Linked DNA regions of Gossypium arboreum: region 2 is linked to region 1. A link is a contact called in public Hi-C data. All regions are on one chromosome and are shown on one strand. The core of a region is the stretch at or near the end of the contact, and the rest is flanking DNA. Distances in the headings are between cores, read along the strand shown.

Region 1 (6,659 bases), core at 1,116-3,615:
AAAGACAAAAGATCTTTATTGTGTTTTTTATAACCTTCCAAAACAATGAGCAAAAGAGAAGTTTCCTATCTGAAGAGTGTAGTTTCGTATATTTTGATTTACAATTTCTGTATCTTCCTCTAAAACCTAAATTTTTTATCTGCTTCACTTGAAGAGAAGTGACAAATTTTATTGAATGAAAGCAACTAACCCCATTTTGCTTTAGGTGTTATAATTTTATATATATAAACGTTGCATTTTGTTTTATATTGTTGTAAACAATTTTGTCAAAACATTAAATAAATTATTCATATATTTTTATTATATATATCATTTATAAAAATTCTAATTAGATATATGGTTTTAAAAATTAAATAATTTAAACTACAACAGCTTAGAAGCTTTAAAATTCTTTAAACTGATTAATCCACTGTGTTTATTTTATATATTTTTAAATAAAATTTTCTCCTTCACCCATAACATGATTGTGTTTCAATGTCTTTTAATCTTAAATTCGAGTTCTGTCTAAATTTATTTTCGTTTAAATTTTATTATATATATAAATTATGTGAAATTATTTTAAGATATCTTGATGGTGTATGATTTATATTTTGTAATAATTAATTTTATTAGTAGTAATTCAAATTTTACAAATTTGTGTAATGATTATATTTACATCTTATAAAGAAAGTAAAAATGAGTAAATTATTAAATTATTTTAATACCCAGAAACTCTAAGTAAAGTTCACTTCCCAATGAAAACTAAACACGTTGACTGACACATTTGGCATTCCAACCAATGACCTCAAGCGTGACTTTCACCCTCCATTAAGACCAGTGTGGACTGTTTAGAATTTTGAATTGTAAAATTAACCCTCCAAAATTAAAAAATCAAATGAATTTAAATTAGGAATAATTAAAAGTTAAGTTATATGTGTAGAATGGCTGAAACTAGAGCTGATCATGGGCTGGGCGGCCCGGCCCGGCCCGGCCCGAAGGCCCGTCCGAAAAATGGGAGGGTTTGGGTAAAAATATAGGCCCGAAAAATGGGCTTGGGTAAAAAGAGGCCTGTTTAAAAACGGGCCGGGCCTCGGTAAGAGTTTTTGGCCGGGCCTGCCCGCCCGCCTGAATTATATATTAATATATTTTTTATTTTATTTTTAATTATTTTAAATTTTAATATAACTATTTTTTATTATATTGTTAATTTGTGTATTGTTTTAAGAATTGTTTTAGTATTATTTTATTTGTTTTAATATTTATTTTTATGTTTTTAAATATATTTGATTTATTATATTTTTAAATTTTTTATTTAATGAAATAAGAAAAAAAATTAATATGGGTAGGCCGCCAGTGCTCTGCTTAGTAATTTTATTTCGGGCCGGGCTTGGGCAAAATTTTAGGCCCATATTTCAGGTAGGCCGGGCCGGCCTAGTATACTGAGCCTAAAATTTTATTTGGGCCGGCCCAACCGCCCGCCCATGATCACCTCTAGTTGAAACGTACTATCCACCTATTTATGGGTTGAAGAGGAATTATGAATAGTTCTAAGTATTGTGTCAAAAAGCAGATATAATCAAAACTTATAATAAGATTATTTTTTAAAAATTTCTTTAAATGTTTGTGTATATTGTAATATAATTTAATATGTTAAAATGATAAATAAAAACATCAATTATTATATTTAATAAATAATTAAGGTTACTCTAAAAGTATTCATTTACAAAATTAATTTATATTTACTTATATATCATAAGATATTTGTACTATATATTCTCCAATTATGATGAAGATTTTAAATTTATTTAAAATTTCAAAATGTTTTGAGTTGTCAAAGCATTAGTATATTCTATCAATTACTTCTATCAACCTAGCTTTCAGCTCGAGTATTAAATACAATTTAAATGTTAAGTGAAAATTATTTTTAAAACATGTGAATCAAATTTTAAATAATTATGTATTTATTATATAAAAATTGAATTTAAAATGTTGAAAAGAAAACCTATCCATGCACTATATACATATGCTTTCAATTTTGATTAACATATTTTAAATATTTTTATAAATATTTATGTCAAATTCAAGTTAATATTTAAAGTTTATCAATTAAGGAGATGATATTAACGTAATTAAAATATTTTAAAACTTAAAATTAATTAAAAATGCGAGTGATAATGAAGATTAAAAAAAAAAAGGTAATAAAAATGGGGATTGTTTAGAGAGAGCACAGTGGACTTAGTCTGCGAAGCATTCATTAAAAGCACAGCAATATCATGAAATTCAGCGTTATTTATTTATGGATTTACTTTTTAAATTTTTAAAATTTTTTTAAATATTTTTCAAACTCTGCCTTCATACCCGCGCACTAAAGCAAGAATCCGTTGATTTAAATTAATATTTTTAACCCTATTTTTTTAATTAAGAAAATCAAAATCCAAACGCCTTGAAAGAAAGAGAAAGTACTAGAAAAAAAAAACAAAAAGTTTCGTTCTTTGAAAGAAACCCAAAATATAAATTCATTTTCAGACAGATCATTTTCATCAGTCAGTCTTCATTTTTTTCCCTTATTTTCTCATCAAAGTTTCAATCCTTTCTCCATTTTAGATCTACTCCATTTATTTTTTCAATTTTACGTATATAAATGTAATTTTGAATAAAAAAAATCCAAGCTTTAAGTAGCATTTAAATGGTGGGGTGGTATTTTCCAAATATATATGGAAAAAGTTAGAATCCGAGGAATGGTGTAGGAGAGGGGGACAAGCAAAGCATAGAGTTCTTGAGAGTAATATGGATTCCATTTGAACCCTACAGTAAGCTGTATTGTGAAAAAAAAAAATCAAAGAAAAGAAAAAAGAGAGGGAAATGGTGGAAGTGTTGGTTCCTTTTCCAGGGATTTAAGAGTGTTTTTTTTTTCCTTTTTTTCTTTTAATAAAGGGGTGAGAAAGGGGCTGCCTTTTTAGCATATGCCACTTGGGTTTTTTAATAAAAGGGCAAGGGAGCGTCAATAAGAGATAAGTGAAAGCAAAAACAAAAGTTTTAAAAAAAATGCAGGAAACAAGGAAGAAGAATGGTGGCAATGAAGATTCCAAGAAGAAGGAGCGTCATATAGTGACATGGACCCAAGAGGTTTCTTTTTTTTTTTTTTCATTTATTTATCTATATGTTGATTTATTGATATGATTTGTGTTGGAGTTCTTATTGATAATGGGTTCTTTGATGGGGGTTGTTGTTGCAGGAAGATGATATCCTTCGTGGACAAATCAGTTTACATGGAACTGAAAAGTGAGCTCTTTGCTATATTTTTACTGATGAAGGAAATTCAAGGGGGTTTGTTTTTGTTGATGTTTTCTGTTTATCTTGGTTGAATCTTTGAATGCAGCTGGGCTATCATTGCCTCTAAATTCAAGGATAAAACAACAAGGCAGTGCAGGAGGAGGTTGGTTTGAATACCATGATATGATCAATTTTGATCATGATGATCTTTGCATTTTGATCCAATCATTTGTGATTTGATCCTTTAGAACTGATATAACATGTTTGTTTTAATGAAAAAAAAAACACAGATGGTACACATACTTGAATTCAGACTTCAAGAAAGGAGGATGGTCACCAGAGGAAGATATGCTTTTATGTGAGGTGATAATTTATTTTGTATGGTCTACTTTCATTTAAGTTAATGGGGTCAGACTTCTTTTTTTTTTTTCAAAAACTATTAAATGGTGATTTATTTGGAGGAAATTTGCTACTTCGATTGATCAGCTGTAGCAGGCCATTGCATGTTACTGGTACAGTAGGTGTTTGAATTTTCCAAACAGAAAAAAACATTTAGAGGTAGGCCAGACCATTTAAACTAATTGGAACACAGTTTATGTCATTCAAAAAAGTAGGAAAACAACAACCACTAATTTCGATTTGGATAAGTGTGTTTTTTCTTAGGTTGTTGAATATGGGTTCTAAGCAGATGACTTATGGTGAACTGCAGGCACAAAAAGTCTTTGGCAATAGATGGACTGAAATAGCAAAGGTGGTTTCAGGCAGGTATACATATGTTTCCTCATTTTTTACTTCAAAGAAGGTGCAGTTTCGGGATAAGGGAAGGGATTGCAGAAGCTAAGATTCGAACCCCAGACTTATTTTCATTGATTATGTTATTAATGCAGAACGGATAATGCTGTTAAAAATCGATTCTCAACACTATGCAAGAAGAGAGCCAAATATGAAGCCTTAGCAAAAGAGAATACAGCAACATGTATAAACCCAAATAACAAAAGAATTTTACTTCAAAATGGGTTCAATTTAGATGGAACAGCAGACTGTACTGATTCTGTCAAAAGAATGAGGTACATTAAATTTAGAAATGTAAATACATAGTAACGATCGAGAATTATTCGAAAAATTGAGAACCTTTTATTCTATCCATATTCAGGAGATCCCACGTTTCTGATCTTACTGAAAACTGCAACTTTGGAGATAGATCACATAGAGTATCTGGAACAATGATGAATCAACAGCTAAGACATCCCTTTGCAGTTTTGGGTCAAAATCTCCGCAATGCTAACAATGTCGTGGTTCAATCTCAAGTCAACAATGTTAAGGAGGTTTCGAACGACGGTAAATCACCTCGAGCCGATAATTCTTGGCATTGGCACCTATGTTTCTGTTGTCAAACCTGCAAAGTGAAGTTTTTGCATTAGCCAAAAACTGTCCTATTTGCTCCTCTCCTTTAAACTTCTTCATAATATACACTTATGTTCTCTTCCCCCATTATTCATTAGCAGCTCAGGATAATAGCACTCGAGGAACATTTCTCAGAAAGGATGATCCAAAGATAAATGCTTTGATGCAGCAAGCAGAGCTACTCAGCTCACTTTCATTGAAAGTTAACTCGGACAACTTAGAACAAAGTCTGGAAAATGCTTGGAAGGTGAGAAGTGATTTTGTTATTTTCTATATGTTTTTTTTGTGCTATCAACATGATATCTCACAATTGGTAAAGTGCTAAATCTTAAATATTTTGGGGGAAACTTGCTAACAGTCCGAGCTGTGCATTGTACTATGTCCCTAACCTTCATCCTATGTTATATTCAGATGCTCCAAGACTTCTTGAATCAGAGTAAAGAAAATGACATCCTCAGATATACAATGTCTGATATTGATTTGCAACTTGAAGATTTCAAAGACTTGCTAGAGGATTTAAGGAGTAGTAATGAGGGAAGTCACCCGTCTTGGAGGTAATAGAAAAATCAGTTGTCTTAAATACAGATTTTAGTAAGTTTTCTTGGTTAACACTAACTCATGATTTATATGTTTCAGGCAACCTGATCTGTACGAGGCATCGCCAGCCAGCTCGGAATACAGTACAGGGTCGACACTGGTTCCTCATCCAGCTGGGGAAACAGGAGAAGCAGCCCAAGGTAAGATAGATGAACTGCACCAGGATATACCTTCAAGTCATATCGGAGAGCAGAATTGCGGGAGTGAGGAGAAAAGGGCTGTTTCGGGTGCAAACACTAATCTAGGTAATGAAATTCTATATCTGGTATGAAGGCCTAGGAATACCTTGTTTATGACCATAAAGTGGATAAATAAGAATGTTTCTGATGGAATGTCTTAATGTTACCACAGTTGATATAATCACATCATGTGACGACAATACAAATAATATAGTTGCTTCTACCTCATCAAGCATAGAGTTCAGTTCCCCAATCCAAGTTACCCCACTTTTCAGATCTCTGGCAGCAGGGATTCCCAGTCCAAATTTTTCAGAAAGTGTAAGTTATCTTGAACTGTTGGTTCCATCAATCTATGTTACTCTTCATTTTTTCTTGAACTATTAGTGTACAACATCCATGTCTGACATATCTCCTCACATTTAATTTTGTTATTGGCCTTCCCTGCTTCTTCTTCACTCGTAAATATTTCTCATTATTGGTAGCTATCCACTTTTTCTGCATTTAACAAAGTTTCTGTGAATAGTTGCTTAGATGTTAATTCAGGCCAGGTAGAAACCTGGTCACTGCCTTTAATCGTAGTGTTCCTTAACAGTAAAAGATAAGTTACTAAAAGCAAACTTACTTTCCTCCATCCACCTACGTAAATAGTCTGGATGGTAGTTTTCCTAAGGAAAAGAACTTTTTAACCAAAACTTTTTTATATATAGGGTTTTATTCATGGTCAAGTGGTAATACTGATTCAGTCTCTTGTTTTAGGCTCTTACAATTCCATCTACTCATAAAATTCATCCTATTCATTCCTTATTTATTGTATTCTTTGGCTCTAAAGATGTGAGCATGTGAAGCTCAAAATAGGGTTACTGCACTATCTTTGCTTGTATTCTTGTTTCCCTTTCTCTAATTTAGCATAGAAATCCAAGCATATATACATATAGGCATAATATATGAAACTTTTGACTGGCATGTTTTTGTTTCATTTTTCAGGAAAGGAACTTCCTACTTAAGACACTTGGAATGGAGTCCCCTTCTCCTAATCCGGGAAATAATCATTCACAACCACCACCTTGCAAACGAGTCCTCCTCCATAGTCTATAAATAACCTCTGATCATCTCTTATAATGAAATCAACATTGGTCTAAATTCCGTATAGATGTATACCTCTTCATTTGTTTCCCTGAGCAACATATAGCTCATATTGAGTTTCCATCTTTTTTTTCCCTTTTTGTC
Region 2 (7,023 bases), core at 1,558-4,057, 170 kb before region 1:
AAATTTTGAAAGTGTTGATGATTTTGAAAGCTAAAATTGATAAATTCATGTGTTTTTGGATGTTTGATGATGAAATACGAAAGCTTGGTGTTTGATATACATGTTTTGTAAAGTAATTTTGAGTAAAAATGCATATTAGGGATTAAATTGAGAAAAGTGTAATTTGAGGGGTTAAATTGTGAAAAAAATGTGAACTATGGGTTGCTAGTGACCTATAGAGAATTCGAATAAGCATGGGTCTTATTAAATTTTGTGTAATTTGTGTTTTTGTAAAATAGGGACTAAATTGAATAAATGTGAAAATTTAGGGGCTAAAGTGCAAAAATGCCTAAATATCTGTTTGTGGACTAAATTGAAAGATTATGTGAATAAATGAGTTGAATTTGTTATAATCTAGATCAAGAAAAGAGGAACCCGGACTTAGATCGAGACAAGAACAAAGTACTCGACTAATAGACTAGTTTCATCGTTTTTACGTCCGAGGTAAGTTTGTACGTGATAAACATTGTTACAATTATGTTTTTAATGCTTTAATATTGCATAAATTATATATATGAGACGATGGTTGTGTATGACGACGAATCGATTATGTTTGGCATTTAGTGTGCGTATCGAGATAGCTTCGGCTATATAAAGCACTTAGTGTGCAAATCGGAATAGCTTTGGCTATATATGGCACTTAGTGTGTGAGACTGAGATAGCTTCGGCTATGAAAGGCACTTAGTGTGCGAGATTATAATAGCTTCAGCTATGAAAGGTACTTAGTGTGCGAGATATCGAGTATTCAACAGTATCACATAAAGGTATGAGTTCGATAAGAATTTGTACAGGTATGTACATTTAAAGCATGAAATCCAAATAGAAGAAGTTATGAACTTATTCATAAACAATTGAGTAAGTATGAGAAAAGTTTGTTAGTCATCATGATTTAAATATTAATTAGTTCGAATTGATGATTTGTATATTATGAACTGTTGAGTATATTTAGTACGAACTTACTAAGCTATGAAGCTTACTGTGTGTTATTTGTTTATGTTTTATAGAGAATCAAAGCTAACTTGGACTCGAGGATAGTCAGGAAGTGTCATCACACTATCGATCATTTTGTTGGTACTTTTGAAGCTTTGTATATATGGTATATATCATGTGTAGGCTAGTGTCACCTTGGTATATTTTGAGTTATGATATTAGCCATGAGATCTAGCTTGTAAATGTTGGTGTATATGGCCATTTAAGTTTGCTTGAATTATATGTTTGATAAGTGATATATATGATGTATATAATGCCCTATATGTCGGCCTGTTTTGGTATGTTTGCCATAGTTGTTGATATAGCCAAATGGTTGTTTATTTGGTTAATTCGTAGTTGATGTATTAATGCTTGGAAGATTGGCATATTGTGGTTTGATTTTGAATGATATGGTAAAATTTGTGTCATGATATAGATGATAATTTGATGAGTAAATGCATTTAGTAGTTATGTGAAATTGATGATTGTGGCATATTGATTTGGCATGTTTTGGCTGCCTATATATGTGTTGAATTGGTACCAATTTGGTTACTTTGTGTACATGAGAAAAGGGTGGAAATTTAGCTTTACAAATGGCCTATTTTTGTCCACACGGGCAGAGACACGGGCAGAGACACGGGCTTGTGTCTCAGCCATGTGCGACATGTGGTTAAGTTACACGATCGTGTGTCTCCTGGGATACCCTTCGAGTTAAAGTCAGTATACCTTACAGGTTTGACTCGGTCTAGACACACGAGCGTGTCTACTGGCTGTGTGTGACACACGGGCTGGCACATGGGCGTGTGGCTGGTTGTGTGACACAAGTCAGTAACCCCTTCAGTTTTTCCATAGTCATGGCACACAGGCGTGTCCTCGACCGTATGCTACAGGTCAGTATGTATGCCTTGTTTTCACACGGCCTATGACAGGGTGTTTCTGGTGACCGTGTGAGACACACGGCCTATTCACACAAGTGTGCGACCCTTTAATGTTTGAAAATTTTAAAAGTTTCTCAAAGTTTACTAATGTTATCGGTTTAGTCCCAAACTACTTCTAGGCATGTTTTAAGGCCTCGTAAGACCTTATAAGGGACAATGTGTATGAGTTGAACGGATATTGATTATGAATGCATAATTGTATGTGAACGATGTGTATTATTCGGTAATGCCTCGTAACCTTATTCTGGCAATGGATACGGGTTAGGGGTGTTACAGATGCAATAAGGGTAATGTAGGATAGGGAATTGGTGGACGTTCAACAAAGAAAATAAGATTTCTTCAAAGATGAAATGGTGCTCGAAAAAGTCAACAAAAAATAAATTGCCATGTATCGGTCACTCAAGGGATTAATGTGTCACGTCAATAATTTGTAGAAGATGATGAAAAATTTAATAATAGTAATTAGTTTGGAAAATTTTTTACTCAGTGGGACTAAATTGAGAAAAAAATTAATTAACTAAAATAGGAAAATCTCTATTTTAGATTGACCATGGGTATAGTTTACCCTTACAATTTTCTAATATATTAGATTGAATTTCAATTATTCTATCCATAATATATGCATTTCATTCTTATCATTTACATAATAAATGAAGTTTAGATTTAAAATTTTCGACTCATGTTTCGAAATGGAGCATTAAGGAATTTGACATATTTCATCTGATCAGAATTAAAGTTTTAAAATTTGAAAACAATATAAAAATTAAAATTGACCCAAATTAAAAACTAATAAATAATTTATGCATAATGCAGGGACTAATAGCAGAATTTGACCAGAACTAAATAGTGAGTTTTTAGCGTGTGACGTGGCAAATACACGACCAGCAACGGCTCAACTTAACTGCCTCTCCCCATCTGCCTCTTCTCAAACGGATAATCCTTCATGGCCTCTACTTCTCTTCTTTCACCGGCCGCCATAGCCACCGCCGCGGGCGCCACTTCTATCACCCACCTTTCCCTCCATCCCTCCTCCAAATTTCCTGTACGTAACTTCCTCTTCAAATCCATTTCTGGAAACAACAGACCGTCCTCCAGGCTCCACGTGTCCTCCCCAACTGACCAACCCGCCGCAACCACCACTCCCGCCCAACCCTCCTCCAAAAGCCCCAAAGAAGAAACCATCTTCTTCGACGGCGGAGCCCACTACGGGGACCTCTTAGCCAATCTGCTTCTGGGTTTCACTCTTCTATGGCTGCCGTTGACTCTAGCCGCCGTTTCGAGGGGGTTTTTCCTCAGGTACAGGTTCACCAACCTGCGGGTGACGGTTATTTCGGGACTGACGGGTCAGGATAGGAGCGATTTCTCTTACAAGGTGATTAAGGACGTGCAGGTGGTGCCGCGTTTCATAGGTGAATGGGGTGACGTTATCATAACCTTGAAAGATGGAACTAAGGTTGATCTTAGGAGCGTCCCTAGGTTTAGAGAGATTGCAAAGTACTGTCTCGCCATGGCCGAGAAACCTGTTGTTTTGAAAGAAACTGGACCTAAGGGGTTTTAGGTTAAAGCTGGAAAGGTATGTAAATTCTGGGTTTTGCTTTGATATTTTTTTTATACAACTTTGGTGTCACATTGTTATAGTTTAATTGAGAAGATAATGTATCTCTTTAAATTTTCATTTGATTAACTATATGTGTACAATTCTGGGCTCCTTTGATTATGCATTTTAGTACTAAAGATGATGCATTTCAATTTTACTGCACCTATTGGGGTCCTTTGATTACACTTCAGAGCACATGGTTTGAGGCTCTCTATTTCAGATGATGCATTTTGATTTTACTGGTGCGAGGTTAACTAGTAGGAGTAGTAGCCTAATGGATTTCTCTAAATTATCGATTTTCCAACTAGACTTGTTAATTGAGCAAATTAGATTAGTTTTGCATCGAATCAATTTAGATATATTAATTAGAATTTTATATCTTTTGGGTATTTCGGGCTTAAGCCATTATAAGTTCAAATTGTTTTGAATTTGTATCTTTCGGGTTCAAGACTCATGTTTTCCTTGGATAATTCTGATTCTACTAGTTTAGAGCACTTCTGGTTTAGGTTGTTTCAGTTTTGTATCATTCCGGGTTTGAGGCTTATATTCGGTTTTGATCATTTCAAGTTAGGTTCAAATCAGTTTGGATTCAAGTCAATTTGAGTTCCTGTTGGAACGAGTTGAGGTCCAAATTGAGTTAATCAAGTTGTGTTGTATATCAAACAATGAACATCCGAACTTCACCATCTGAACTTCCTCTAAACCTTACCTGATATAGGTTCTTTTTTGTTGTTCATTTTCAACTCCCAGAGCGGGAGAGATCAGTACAAAACAGACCCAAGAGAACGTCCACGTCGTAAGCCGACATGGAACAGCCTTACCCACAAGCGAACCAAAAAAACAAAAAACGGCTTTAAGAAAACAAGTACAAGGTAGGGAGAAACCATGGTTACCGATCTACTAGTCCGAACATTTTGATCGATAAACCCAGCCCTCCCCAACGAGATAGATTAGCGACGCAGACAAATGAAATCCCCGAACCATGTCTCTATCAACAAATCAAAAGCCTGACACAGTAGAAAAAGTTTAATACTAATGCAATATACATTGTACACAAGGCGAAGATCAACGTCATAAGCAATGGCACCGTTCCACCTCAGCACATATCTAAGTCGGGGTCAACTAGTCTTCTCTCTTTCGTTCAGAACTCAGAAGCTGCCTCCCCAAGGGAGATCGTCACAAGAGACTTTAAGCTAATTAAAGACCTCATCAAGGAAGAAGAAACAATTATAGAGCCAAGACATAAAATCCAGACCCCTGCTCTGATCTCTAAAATAAAAAAGAAAACTCGATCGAGGAATTCACTCAAGTCGACTAATCCAACTGGCTAAGGCAACGTTGAAAAAGAGGCCGGCGGATTTAAGGAGAATAAACAGTTACTAGCTTTTGAATTAATGCTCATATATGACATCTTGATGCAATATGTTGCCATGGTGCATAGTAACAAGTTATATAATCTATCCATCCATAAGTAATGGATTGTTCCTTTACAACAACATTGATCATTCAATGACCAATATGCATCTTGGATCAACTTTGTAAATGTGGTAAGCGCTTTTCCCCTGTGAAAAACTCGTATTTGGTGTTGTGTAGAATGAATAAGAAAATAGCAAGATAGCTAGCAAATAGCAATATCGTCATGATGGTGATAACAGAAAACTAACAAGGTTGGTCTTTCCATTCCCGACACATCATCCCCTCCAAAACTATGTTATAAATTGGCGTAGCCAGCATTTGTTTCTTCTTTTCAGCTCTTTTGGTCTTATAACCCACCATCTAGCCATCCATTCATTCAAATTTAAAATTCAATTTCTCTAACCTAAATTCAAACTAATCTGCATTCAATATGTACCATTCCAGCCTTCAATTACTACTAAATAATTTAGGTTCACATTCATATTTCAAACCTAACTTTTATTTTTAAAATCTTAAACATTTTAAGAATTACTTTTCAACTTCAAATATAATTAAGTTATTGAACTTAAATAATAATTTTAAATAATATATTTTTAACATTAAATCTTATATTTATAATGTATATAAAATTTATAATTTATTACAAAATTAAAATTAAACTATAAATGTGTGTGTATATATATGAAAATAAAACATTTATAAACCTAAAATAATACACTAAAGCACACTAATAATGTACAAGAATCAAGACAAAGATGAAATACTCACTAGTACGGTATTGCTACTTTGATCCAAGCCTAAAATGACTATCAAATAACTCAAAATGATTCAAACCTATAATGATTCATCAAAAAAAAAAAAAAATAGAAGCCTTAAATTCAATTAACACAAATCTCAAACACAAAATGACCCATATTTGAAATGTCTCGGACTCAAATGACTCAAATTCAAAACCAAACCAAACTGAAATGACATGAAAATTTTAAAATCAAAATTATCCAAACATCCAAGACTCAAATTGAATCAACTTAAAATCAATTTGACATGCCAAGTCTACATGGCCATACCATATGTTTAATTTTTTATAATAAATGTCATGTTTAAAGTATCGAATATATGAATTTTAAGAGTTGATTGCATCATACATATTCAAACTGTAATCTTTATTTTAAATTGGTCTCCAAACTTTAAAATGTTCTAATTACATCTCAAAACTATCATGTTATATCAATCGGGTTTTTCATTATTGAAACAATTAATTTAACCATTAAATGATATGAGAAATTTTATGTGACATAATTTCAAATGAAAACTTTAGAGAAAAGTAAAATGTTACCACATAACTTTTAAAATTAAAAACTAAAAATAAATTAAAACTGAAAAAAGAGAGTGGACGATAGTTACTATAAAAGTTTCGAAAACCTCAAAACAAAGATTTTTACAACATCTATCTTTACAAGTTTCATTTTAAAATAATGATTTTTAATAATGGAAGGACCTTATTGGTATAACATGATAGTTTGAGGATGTAATTACAATATTTTAAAGCTTAAGAACCAATATAGAATGGCGGTCATAATTTGAGAACATTTGATACAATTAACTCATATTTTAAATAAAATGAAGAGTTAAAAATAATTGATGGATATTAGAAATATAATATTGAAAAATAAATTTGTTAACATTGACTAAAATATAAACCAAGAATTAAGAAATCAAAATTTACTGCGCTATGGAAAAACCATTGCCTTAGAAACAAATTTTCCCTAGTCTGTGTAATCTTATAGTGGAGGTTGTCTCCCAAGGTTAACACAGTGCTTCAATATTCGTACACCCGAATAAGAAAGGTGGAACACAATTGGTATTGTTCTTCTTAGGGAAATCACATTAGGATCAATTCCTAGGAAAGTTTGGAGGGGTCACAGTCAGTCCCACTTAAAATCCAAACTCTTTGACAGAATTTCCTCTAATGTAATTTAAGGAAAAATGGCAGAATTTTAAAAGGGAATGGAAAACAAAGGCGAGGAGGAGGAAAGAGAATTCTAATTGTTGTGTTTTTTTTTC

What was found. A called contact is a pair of places that touch in the nucleus more often than the background predicts.
Region 2: a Hi-C map of leaf shows a contact between it and region 1, with 5 times the contacts expected there. The contact joins the promoter of LOC108482351 here to the promoter of LOC108453716 in region 1. A contact is called at or near these places in 2 of 5 Hi-C or Micro-C datasets (both in leaf).

Annotation. Positions count from the first base shown.
Region 1 is chr13:20,345,759-20,352,417 of ASM2569848v2, reverse strand. It overlaps LOC108453716 (transcription factor MYB124), which reads left to right and starts at 2,365. Exons shown (of 12, transcript XM_017751996.2): 1 at 2,365-3,105; 2 at 3,215-3,261; 3 at 3,359-3,415; 4 at 3,543-3,615; 5 at 3,962-4,017; 6 at 4,140-4,319; 7 at 4,406-4,590; 8 at 4,758-4,903; 9 at 5,068-5,210; 10 at 5,293-5,498; 11 at 5,605-5,750; 12 at 6,417-6,659. The coding sequence starts at 3,025. The coding sequence ends at 6,527.
Region 2 is chr13:20,515,589-20,522,611 of ASM2569848v2, reverse strand. It overlaps LOC108482351, which reads left to right and starts at 2,807. Exons shown (of 1, transcript XM_017785478.2): 1 at 2,807-3,680. The coding sequence starts at 2,890. The coding sequence ends at 3,504.